2 separate regions of the Mus musculus genome follow, and region 1 is linked to region 2. The links are chromatin contacts, called in public promoter capture Hi-C maps. All regions are on one chromosome and are shown on one strand. The core of a region is the stretch at or near the end of the contact, and the rest is flanking DNA. Distances in the headings are between cores, read along the strand shown.

The links. Promoter capture Hi-C pulls out the DNA fragments that hold promoters and counts their contacts.
Region 1: a contact with region 2 is called in a promoter capture Hi-C map of cranial neural crest. The contact joins the promoter of Sinhcaf here to the promoter of Fkbp4 in region 2.

The regions. Positions count from the first base shown.
Region 1 is chr6:148,943,793-148,948,931 of GRCm38.p6, forward strand. Sinhcaf (SIN3-HDAC complex associated factor) reads right to left here and starts at 2,678. Exons shown (of 6, transcript NM_019643.4): 1 at 2,500-2,678. It overlaps 3010003L21Rik (RIKEN cDNA 3010003L21 gene), which reads left to right and starts at 1,065. Exons shown (of 2, transcript NR_144294.1): 1 at 1,065-2,628; 2 at 3,145-3,337. RefSeq lists an enhancer at 2,841-2,875 and a cis regulatory region at 2,856-2,862.
Region 2 is chr6:128,435,168-128,440,096 of GRCm38.p6, forward strand. It overlaps Fkbp4 (FK506 binding protein 4), which reads right to left and starts at 3,489. Exons shown (of 10, transcript NM_010219.4): 1 at 3,239-3,489; 2 at 1,403-1,547; 3 at 547-689. The coding sequence starts at 3,343. It overlaps Gm10069 (predicted gene 10069), which reads left to right and starts at 3,590. Exons shown (of 5, transcript NR_028593.1): 1 at 3,590-4,220; 2 at 4,348-4,529.

The sequences.
Region 1 (5,139 bases), core at 1,428-3,927, about 21 Mb after region 2:
AATTGTGAAAGTCGCAACAGATATGGTGTTGCTGGGCTGGATGTCTAGACTGCAAGCAAACCCCAAATACCAAAGAAGCATCCATGTGTCAAACGAGCATAATTTTTGAGCTATGCCTGGAGCCACATACCAAAAAGTTAGCTTGAAAAAAGTGTAAGAGGGTAAGTAGAAGGTCAGTCCCAGTTCCCAGGAATTGTGAAACTAGCAAGGGCTCCCTACACTGGCAACTTCTCCCAGCATCCTTTATCTCGGAAAGGCCCTACTCCCCAGATGCAGCAGTTCTCAAGGTTATCTAAGATTTATCTGAGTCCTGCATACTTTAAGGTCAAAACACAAAACATCCTCAGAATACTTTAAATGCATTTATGCTTTGCGGGGACTCAAAAAACGAACCCCAGACTTTCGCGTTCAGTTTTGCAGCACAAAAACCATTAAAATGATTTTCAAGTCTGACAAACTTCAGTTCAAAAGCAGATGTTTTCCGGACACTGCTAGAAACAAGTTTTACGTCCACCTCTCACTAAAAAAGTTGCCGGATCCTTCTTTAGAAAGCATTAAGAGAAGACCAAGAGCCTACTTGAAACGAACTCCTAACATGGAGGGGGAGGGGGGACACGGTGCACGTCTGGCTCGTAGTCATTCTTCACCTGCAATAAGGAAAGGTGAGAAGAAAAATAACAAGAGGCGGACTGGGGTGCTGGTTACCAGAACTGCTCCGTCTTAAAAGCCGCCCAACCCAACCTGCCCTGCGCCTCGCCGGTCGCCCCACGTGTAAACACACAAAGGCTGCACGCACCCCCAGTTCCTCAGTCTCCACTTCCAAGAGGGGCAAGAGCCGGCGCCCCGAAACTTCCCCGCGTGTAGTCGGAGGTCCTGGGTAGGGCGCGGAGCTCCACTCCTGGAGGGAGCCCAGCGCTCCGGGGTCCCCGGGCACCACGCGCCATCCGCCGCCCTCACCTGCGCTGGAACAACGGCCCGCGCCCCGCCGGCGCCGCCCGAAGGCCGCGCCTCTGCTCCCGGGCCGCTCCGCACGCTCGGCCTGACGTAATTCAAACATGGCAACAGTTCCACTTCAAAGGCGGATGCACGGACCTCCCAGACGCGGCCTCCCGTGCCTCGGAGCCCCGGCCACGCGTGCGTCCCGCCGAGCAGCGCTCCGTCGCTCCGCATGGGTGACCCGCAGGCCGAGGCGCCCCCACGGACACAGCCTCGCTGAGCCGCCGCTGAAGTTTCCGAGAGGACCTAAGGGACAAAAGCCGCCCCGCGCCCCGCCCGGCCCGCGCCGCTCGGGCACACGCGGCCCTTTGTTGTCCGGCGGCATCGGCGACGTCGGGGCGACCCGGACCCGCGCCCGGGGACCCACGCGAGCTCGGGTATCCTGAGCCACTGGTCCCTGGGGCCAAACTTTTGCGGAGTCCCGGATGAGAAACGCCCAGAGGTCCCCGCCGCCGTGCATATGCTGCGAGTTGGCGACTTTCGCTGTGCTTTGGAAACTGGCAAGACGCCATCACCAGGAAATCACATTGTCCTGCTCCCGACAGCCCCGACGGCGACCGCAGCCCGCGGCTCACTCCGAGCTGGACACTGAGATGTAGCACGGTCGCGGCCCTAAGCACGTGGCTTGTCAGGTGAAGCACACACAACAAAAAGGGAAAAAAAAAAAAAAAAAAAGAGTTGGGTGCCTCAAGCAGCGGACCGCGCCGCCGCCTTCATCCGCACTGTTTGGTGCCGCGGGCCACGGCCACCCCTCCCGTGTCGCCCGCACCCACGCTACAGGTGACCAGACGGACAGCGAACTTTGGGCTGCAGAGACCACTCGGCACCGGCCGAGTGCAAAGACCGCGTGCTGCGCGCTCATTGTCGCAGCCGCGTCCCTGCGGACTTCTCCAACAACGCCACGCCGCGTGCGTCGCGCCATCCCGGCGCTGGCCCTCACCAGCTGCCTTCAGCCTGTGTGGCCGCCGGCTCCAGGAACTGGCAAGTTAGTTTCCGAGCTCCGGCTTTGTTGTTCACCCGCGTGCAAACACCGTCGCGAGCGCCGGGGTAGCGCAACACGCGGGTGCACGCGGAGCCCAAGCCCCTGGCCAGAGCAGAGCCCACACGGGATCTGCGACCCCGACCCTGCTCTCCGGGTCTGCAGGAAACACTACGACCTAGAAAAGTCATTGTCACTTTCAGCGTGGATGCAAGTCCGCCGCAGCTCGTTCGTTTCCACGCTGCACTCACTTTCCCCACACCCTGACTTTCGGTTTACCTCAAATATCCTCCTCAATTAAGAAGCGCATCTCCAACGCCTCTGTACAAAAGAATCTGGAGTCCGGAGAGCACGAGGGCAGCGCTCCCCGCAATGCCATCTCCAAGACAAAACTTCCTGTGTGTTTGTGTATGGGAAGGACGGAGGAGGCGGGGGAGGTAAAGGGAGGAAAGAAAAAAAAAAAATCACAGAAAACAAAACCTCGGAGACAGTTTTGCACCGATGTCCGGACTAGAATCACTCACCTTCCACGCGCAGCAGCGTCCCCACGGTGCAAACTGCACCAGGCCAACCTCCTGCAAGCACTCCCTCCGCCAGCGCCGAGTCCAGAAAGATTGTCTCCAGCAGTTCTTCAGTTGCTACCGCGAACGGAGGTATAGATTCCGCTTTCCCTCTGCGCAGGCGCGGCTCCCGGGACCAAATTCTCTTGAATCGAGCTGATTTGCATACGGGCGCGTGCGCGCCGCGGGCTGGGCGGGGAGAGGGCAGGGCGTCCGCGCGCGTTCCCGCGGCCTCTATTGTCCTTTTAAGGGGAGAAGCGGCGAGGCGCGGGAAACGCGGCGGCCCGCGGGGACGGGGGCGGGTCCTGCCTACTCCGCAACGTCACGTAAACAAACGCCCTCCCCAGCCCCCGGGGGAAAAGGAGGCGACGCGGGGGCGTGGCAGGACGCGAAAGGTGTAAAGGTGAGCGTTGTCCTCACCGAATGGCACCCCTTAGGAAGCTACTGAGCTTGGAAAGTTCTGGAAGCTGCTTTTGCAGCATTCGCGCACCTATGCCCAGTTTCTGGCTTGAGGTGGCAGAGAAAGTTGTCGTGGAACCACTCAGTTTGTACTTGTTCCTGCCTTTCCTAAACTCTGTTTGAAGGTGAGCTTTACATTTTGTCTTTCAGGGCCTGCCTGGCTTGTGAGACTGCTCAACTGGTACTTTCAAGTCTGATCACCTGAAGGCAATAACCAACTTCTGCAAATTCGCCCCGCGCACCACATGCACACACAAATTAAAATTTCAATTCTCCAACAGAGTTTTCGTTCTTTGGGGCTTTGATGATAAATTGTTTAATAAAGTCGCATTTTGAAATGGTCCATTCAGTAATTCCGTCTTGTCCCTCTCAAACATGACCCAACCCATAACTGAGTGGTTTTGCTTTGCTCACTTGAACTGAAGTTTTCAAGCCTCTGCGAATTTCATGGTGGTAATTACCGTGGGAATGGTGCCACTTTCTGAAAACACACAAATCCTCCAGCCGTGAAGAGCTCCTCTGCCCAGAAAAACCACTTGTGAGGGGAGAAAGTGGAAGCAAAATACACACTATTCCTTGTGGAATATACGATAATCGAACATCAAAATGTTTCTAAAGAAAACCTAAAAGGGAGGTGATTGTAGAAGAAAGGGAGTAATCTAGAGAAAACAAAGAATAGGGAGGTTCCAGACAATGAGGAGGGAGGAAAAAGGAGGAAGACGCTTAAGTAACTTTTCAGATGAAAAAGTAAGAAATGAAAATATAATTGTGATACTCCTTAAGCCCAGCGACCCATAACACCTGGTTCAGTGATCCTGGGAGGATAGGTAGGAAAGAGAATGTTTTTTCACCAAAACTTGATACTGGTCCTTTGCTGCAAAGTATGGAAACCAACTATAAAAACAAACAAAAAAAAAAAAGACAAGATTCACTGCTTTTGCTGTATGCAGATTCAAACAAATATTTCTGAAATGCTACTTTAATTCAATAGCCAATTCCTAAAACACAGTTTAAACCTACTTGTGAAGACCTCAACGTTTTTTTTTTTTAAAGTTCTGTAACACTCTTCCTGTAAAGGAGTAAAATAAATAAACCTGACAACTGTCACTAAAATACAACTCTTAAAGGCAAAGATTTTTCCCTTATGTTTGTATTCAGGCACCTAAAACAATGCTCACCACATGATGGATTCTTAGTAACTGCTTATAAAATATACTTGAATTTTTAAATTTTCCTATTGGTTTATTGCAAGTTAAAATACCTTACAGTTTTTGCATTTGACCTAAAAGGAGTTTGGGGGCTTATAGTGAACTTTAATTGACATCTTTGTCCTTAGGTAATAAAATTTTACAGCTTTAAGAATTTTTTTTCCGGGCTGGTGAGATGGCTCAGTGGGTAAGAGCACCCGACTGCTCTTCCGAAGGTCCGAAGTTCAAATCCCAGCAACCACATGGTGGCTCACAACCATCCCTAATGAGATCTGACTCCCTCTTCTGGAGGGTCTGAAGACAGCTACTGTGTACTTACATATAATAAATAAATAAATCTTAAAAAAAAAAAAAAAGTTTAAAAAAAAAAAAAAAAAAAAAAAAAAAAAAAAAAAAAAGAATTTTTTTTCCAGCCAGCCTTGGTGGCACACGCCTTTAATCCCAGCACTCAGGGAGGCAGAGGCAGGCAGATTTCTGAGTTCGAGGCCAGCCTGGTCTAAAAAAGTGAGTTCCAGGACAGCCAGGGCTATACAGAGAAACCCTGTCTCAAAAAAACCAAAAAAAAAACAAAAAACAAAAAACAAAAACTAAAGACTTTATAACCTCACACAAAACAATTACACTATTTTGCTACTTAAGTTACTATAATGTGCAACTAGCAAGGAATCAAAGCAAGACAAATAATTTGACACTATTAGGTACAGTATTGTTTACATCATAGGAAATGCCTGCATTCTCCCCAAACCACTGCTGTCAAGTAAAGATAATACTTTAGTGTAGGTATAATGGTACACACTTGGAGTTCTAGCACTCTAGAGGCTGAGGCAGATGGATCTCTGTGAGTTTAAAGCCAGCCTGGTCTACAAAGCAAGTTCCAGTCCAGCCAGCCAAGACTACATAGTGATATCCTATCTCAAAAATAAGATAAGAAGCACAG
Region 2 (4,929 bases), core at 2,239-4,738:
TTGGCTTCAGAAAGACGAGCTTCCTATCATCCTGTTCCATTTAACAAGGACACAAGATTGTTTCATTAGGCAGGCATCAGAAGTGACCTACCATCTCAATGGCCTTGTGAATAGTCTCCCTATGCCCACTGATTGGCTTTCTGCTTTCAGACGCAACAGCCTTAGTTCTTTCCCTCAGTGGGTTCTGCCTCAACCACTGACATATAGGAAGGTATCTCTCCCTCCTGAGCTCCAGGATGCCAATATGTTACATTGCACCTTACAACCCAGACGATTCCTGACCCCAGACCCCCTTCAGCGGATAAAGTACTAGTCACCCCTATTTGAGAGGGGCAGCTGGAATCCCTCTTCTAACCCGAAGCCTCTATTCCTGGTCACTCTGGTGGCAGCAGAGCCAGTTAACCTTTCCACCTTACCTCCTACTAAAGCTAGGCCCTCAGGCTTGGCTACATTGTCTTCAAGAGACAGGAAGGGCTGGAGGGCAGCCAAGCGCTGGGGTGAGATAAGGACTGGCTCTCTGCCCAGAGATCTGTGGCCAGCACTCACCTCAAATACAAGTGTGGCGTTGGGGGGGATCTTCGGAGGGCTGCCTGCTGCGCCATAGGCATATTCTGGCTTGCAGGTGATGTGGCACACTTCCCCCACTTTCATGGTTGCCACAGCAATATCCCAAGCCTTGATGACCTCCCCTGTAGATAGAGGAAAAGAAGACCCACTTAGCAGGGGCGTCACTCTAGGCTCAGTGTCCCCAAAGATAGACACTGCACTACACCCAAGCAGAATCTGAACACCTCTAGAAAGAGGACCAGGGGACAAGCAGGGCGGTGTTGTTCTTAGGACATTAAAAGATCTCTCAACCCTGCAACACAGTTCAAGAAGCAAGGGAAGCGCTGGATCGATGAGGCGGTTAAGGAGGAACTGGTCTGTCCCACAAGAGGAGAAGGAAACACAGGATGGGTAACATATGGGTTCTTGGCCATTCCTTCTTGTTTTGTTTTGTTTTTTGTTTTTTTTTTTTTCGAGGAAGGGTTTCTCTCTATAGCCCTGGCTGTCCTGGAACTCACTCTGTAGACCAGGCTGACCTCGGAACTCAGAAATCCGCCTGCCTCTGCCTCCCGAGTGCTGGGATTAAAGGCGTGCGCCACCACGCCCGGCTGTGGCCATTCCTTCTTAAGCTTCCTTCTGGTGGCCTTTTCTTTTGTGAGGGCTAGTTTGTGCTTTTTTGCCAAGGCTGGCTTGAACTACTACTGGCTCAAGGCTTGCCTCAATCTCTGGTCGCTGGAAACATAGGTAAGCAGTGCTGAGCCCAGCTCCAGCTTGGCTGGGAACGTCACTTTTTCTTGTGACAGCTGCTATCAACTTCGGAGCCTATCTATCCTGCCAACCCACTAACCAAGCCTACCTTTTCCCAGGTCAAAGGAGAATTTGTCCTTGCGGTCCAGACTGGAGTCAAACTTTGTGCCATCTAGCAGCCAGCCAGTGTAGTGGACAAAGACTCGGTCCCCGATCATGGGTGTCTCTGTGCCTGTACCCTCTCTCTTGATGACCTGGGGGGGAGGGGAAGAGAAGGTGAGTACCTAAGGATGTGGGCAGAAGGGCCCCAACTGCCCATAAGCCCCCCAAAGACACATACTGGATGGACTCGGCTGCACCCACTGCCCCCTGCTTCTTTTCAGCAGGTCCGAGAGCTTAGTCTTCAAATGATGGATACCAGTGATTAGCTTAGATTCAACTAACCTCCCTAGCCATCTCCCTCCAGGTCTTGCTTTAGAGAACTGCATATAATTTGGGTTCAAGTTTTGTCTATGGTTTTGGACAAGTTGCTAAACTATCCAGAACTTATCGGTCAGGCATTGAGGACAACCCCTATCCTCCAGAGGTGTTTGGGGGAAAACAAAAATAAAAACAAAAACCTGATAGAAAGTAGTGGATCACCAGATCAGGGTCTGGTTTGAATAGAAAGGAACAGGAGTAATGAAAAGAAAAAGATCCCCTCAAAACTGGGAAAAAGGAAGGACCAGATTACAGCCGAGCACAAAGGCTCTGTATCAGGCGCTGGAAACTACATGTGGGAAGGGAAACTACCTGTCTGGCAAGCCAAGGAGTCCTTTATCTCTCCTGCGTGTATAGGCAGGCGTCTATTTCTGCTTAACATTCTTATATATGGTGACCCCATAGGAGAGCCAATAGGTAGATATGGAACCCATCCTCTAAGGCTTCCTTGATAAGAATGTACAGGGCCCCGCGAAGGAATGGAGGATAAAAGAGGAACAGACCCCGTCTGGGAATCAGAACCTAGCGCAAAGGAGAAAGGGCCACATGTTCACGGGGAGCAGCAAGAGTTGAGGTAAAAAGCCAGGAGCATTTCTGGACCAACGAGGCTCCCTAAGGTCTCTGGTTTGCACAAGCCACACACACTAGAAACTGAGCAATGGGACTCACGGAGGAGAAACAATGGATGCAGGGAGACATGCAATGCAGGTTAGGATTTCACCGTCCTGGACTGCTGGCAGAACCTGCTCTGAAACGGCGTCCATTGTCCCGACCCGGGTCAGGGCGCCCTCCCCCTCGCTCCTCGGGCTATTTGCAGTCAGGCGATTAGTGAGCCGCTGGCTCTAAGGCAATGCACCTCCCCCCATGGCCAGCACCCAGTACCCCCCAACTCAGAAAGACTCAGGAGGGGCAGGCGAGGAACTACAGGTCCCGGCATGCATCGCTCTCGCTCTCCCCGGGCCGAGAAAGGGGGCACAGCATGGCCGAGCCCGTGACCTCGCTGGATCTCGGCGATTGCAAAAGGGGCGCAGAAAGGCACAAAGGGCTTTGGGCCAGGAACCTGCTCCCGGGAGCCGTTTCAGGTCCTAGCTAATGTTTAACTTTCAAGTGGGCGAGCCCTGGCGCACCTTCGTCCAGGTGGACGGCGCACGCTGCGGCCGAGGGGTTCCCGGGAGGCGAGGCCTGAGTCCCTCGGCGCGCCCGAGCCTCGTGCACCCCGCCCGGGCCCCCTGGCAGCGGCTCTCGCGCTCCGCTCCGCCCCTCTCAGCCGCACAGTGCAGCCGGATCGAGTTGGCGTTGCAGTGGGGGCTTCTTCCCGGACCCGGGCCGCACCCTCCGGAGCGTGCAGCCGCCGTGCCGTTTTCAGGGCTGCAGCCTGCGCAGGGAAGACGAATCCCCCCCATCCTCCGGCCGCGGTACCCCCAAGGCCCATGAGCCTGCAGCCGAGGACTCCGCGGCCCCTCACCTTGAGCACGCCCTCGTCCTGTTTGGGGCTGATGTCCACTCCTTCGAGAGGCAGGGGCGCCGACTGCGCCCCGTTCTCCGCCGCCTTCATCTCCTCGGCGGTCATGGCCGCTGGGCGCACCGTTGGCTGCGAGAGTGTGGCAAGCGCGAGCACGGCACTCTGGCCGCCGACCGGAGTGAGCGACGGGGCGGCGTGCGGCGGAAGGCGGCGCTGCCCACCTCGAACCGCGCTCCAGGCTCGCGCACCCGGCTATCCGCGCGCTCGCCGGCGGCGGCCGAGTGGGGTGACGCCGAGGGGCGGGCCTGGCGCGGCCCGGCCTGCAATTGGTCCCCTCCGCCTCGGGGGCGGGGCAGGGAGGAGCGGCACGAGCGGGCTGCAAAGGGGCGGGAGCGGAGAACTTTCTAGAGAAGCGGTTAAACGGGTTGAGGCTCTTGGACTGAGGGTACTGGAGTGGTTTGGTTTTTTTGTTTGTTTGTGTCGTTTTTGTTAAGATTTGCTTTTCTGGTTGATGGCCCCTAGGAGTGCCCTCCTCCTACACCAGGACCTCTGGGATCACAATCTTCCCTATGTCGTTCCGCCCCACCCCCACCCTTACCCCACCCCTCTGCCCGCGTCTAAGCGATTTTTCCAGATCCTTCTCTATCCTCAGGACTCCAAGTGGCGAGCCTCCCAAGTCCGGGCCTGCCTCGTGGCCGGCCCTGCTCACCCAGGCCCACAGCGGAATAGCTGGAGACAGGCAGTCAGATGTGAAGTGGCAAAGATCGGCCTCCCGTGATTGTGCCACAGATGCCCATGGTTCCAGGCGTGGGCACCTGAGCAGTGTGGGAAAGAGAGGTCGAGGGATTGAAAGTGTGGGCCCCGTAGGGACAGTTTCAGCCCAGGTGCACAGATCGGACACAACTTTGCCCTCCCTGCAGCCTGGCAGGCCCACCGCAAAAATGCCATGAGCAGATTTATAAGAGCCATAGACTTGTAAGTGGAGGTACGTGTGTTAAAATTCCTTTTCTCCCACCATACTAATCAGCCTTTTTTGGTTAGTACTGGCACACAAAATGGTTTCAGCTCACGCGAAAAAAAAATTTTTTCCCCCTTCCCCCTCTTTACTAAAGGTGAATAGGAAGGAAGGTTTTCTCAACCTGCTCGCTGCTCCTATGAGATGCCTGTGGAGTTCTGAGTCTGTGTGGCTAAAACCATGAAGTTCTGATTACCGGAACAGTGCTGGCTTGATGGAAGATCTGTCTGGAGAGGTCCTGACTCTGCCCAGCAGTTTAGTACCCAGTTATACAGCCTGGTGAGTGCTATCAGACCTGCCTATTGTATTATTGGCTTTGCGAGTTTTCATTCCAGTGTAATGAACTTTTTGTCTCTGTGTGCCCAGCATGGTGCTGTTCGTGGTCCAACGCAAGTGATGGCGTTTAAGTAGGCAATAAGCTAGTTATTATATGGTGCCTGCGAGATGGCTCAGTGGATGTTGGTGCTTTTGAAAGTCTTTAGACCTGGGTTTTATCCCTAACACCCACAGTATTGAGAAAACCCCTTCAAAGTTGTCTTTTGACATCCACACTTGTGCCCTATTATCCCTCCCAAAGAAGTGAAATAATAATAACCCTTATTATGATGGTTTAAGTATATTAGGTATTTTATTGTAGTCCCTTCTGATGGAACCAAACAAATGGGTTGTAGAAGTAAGC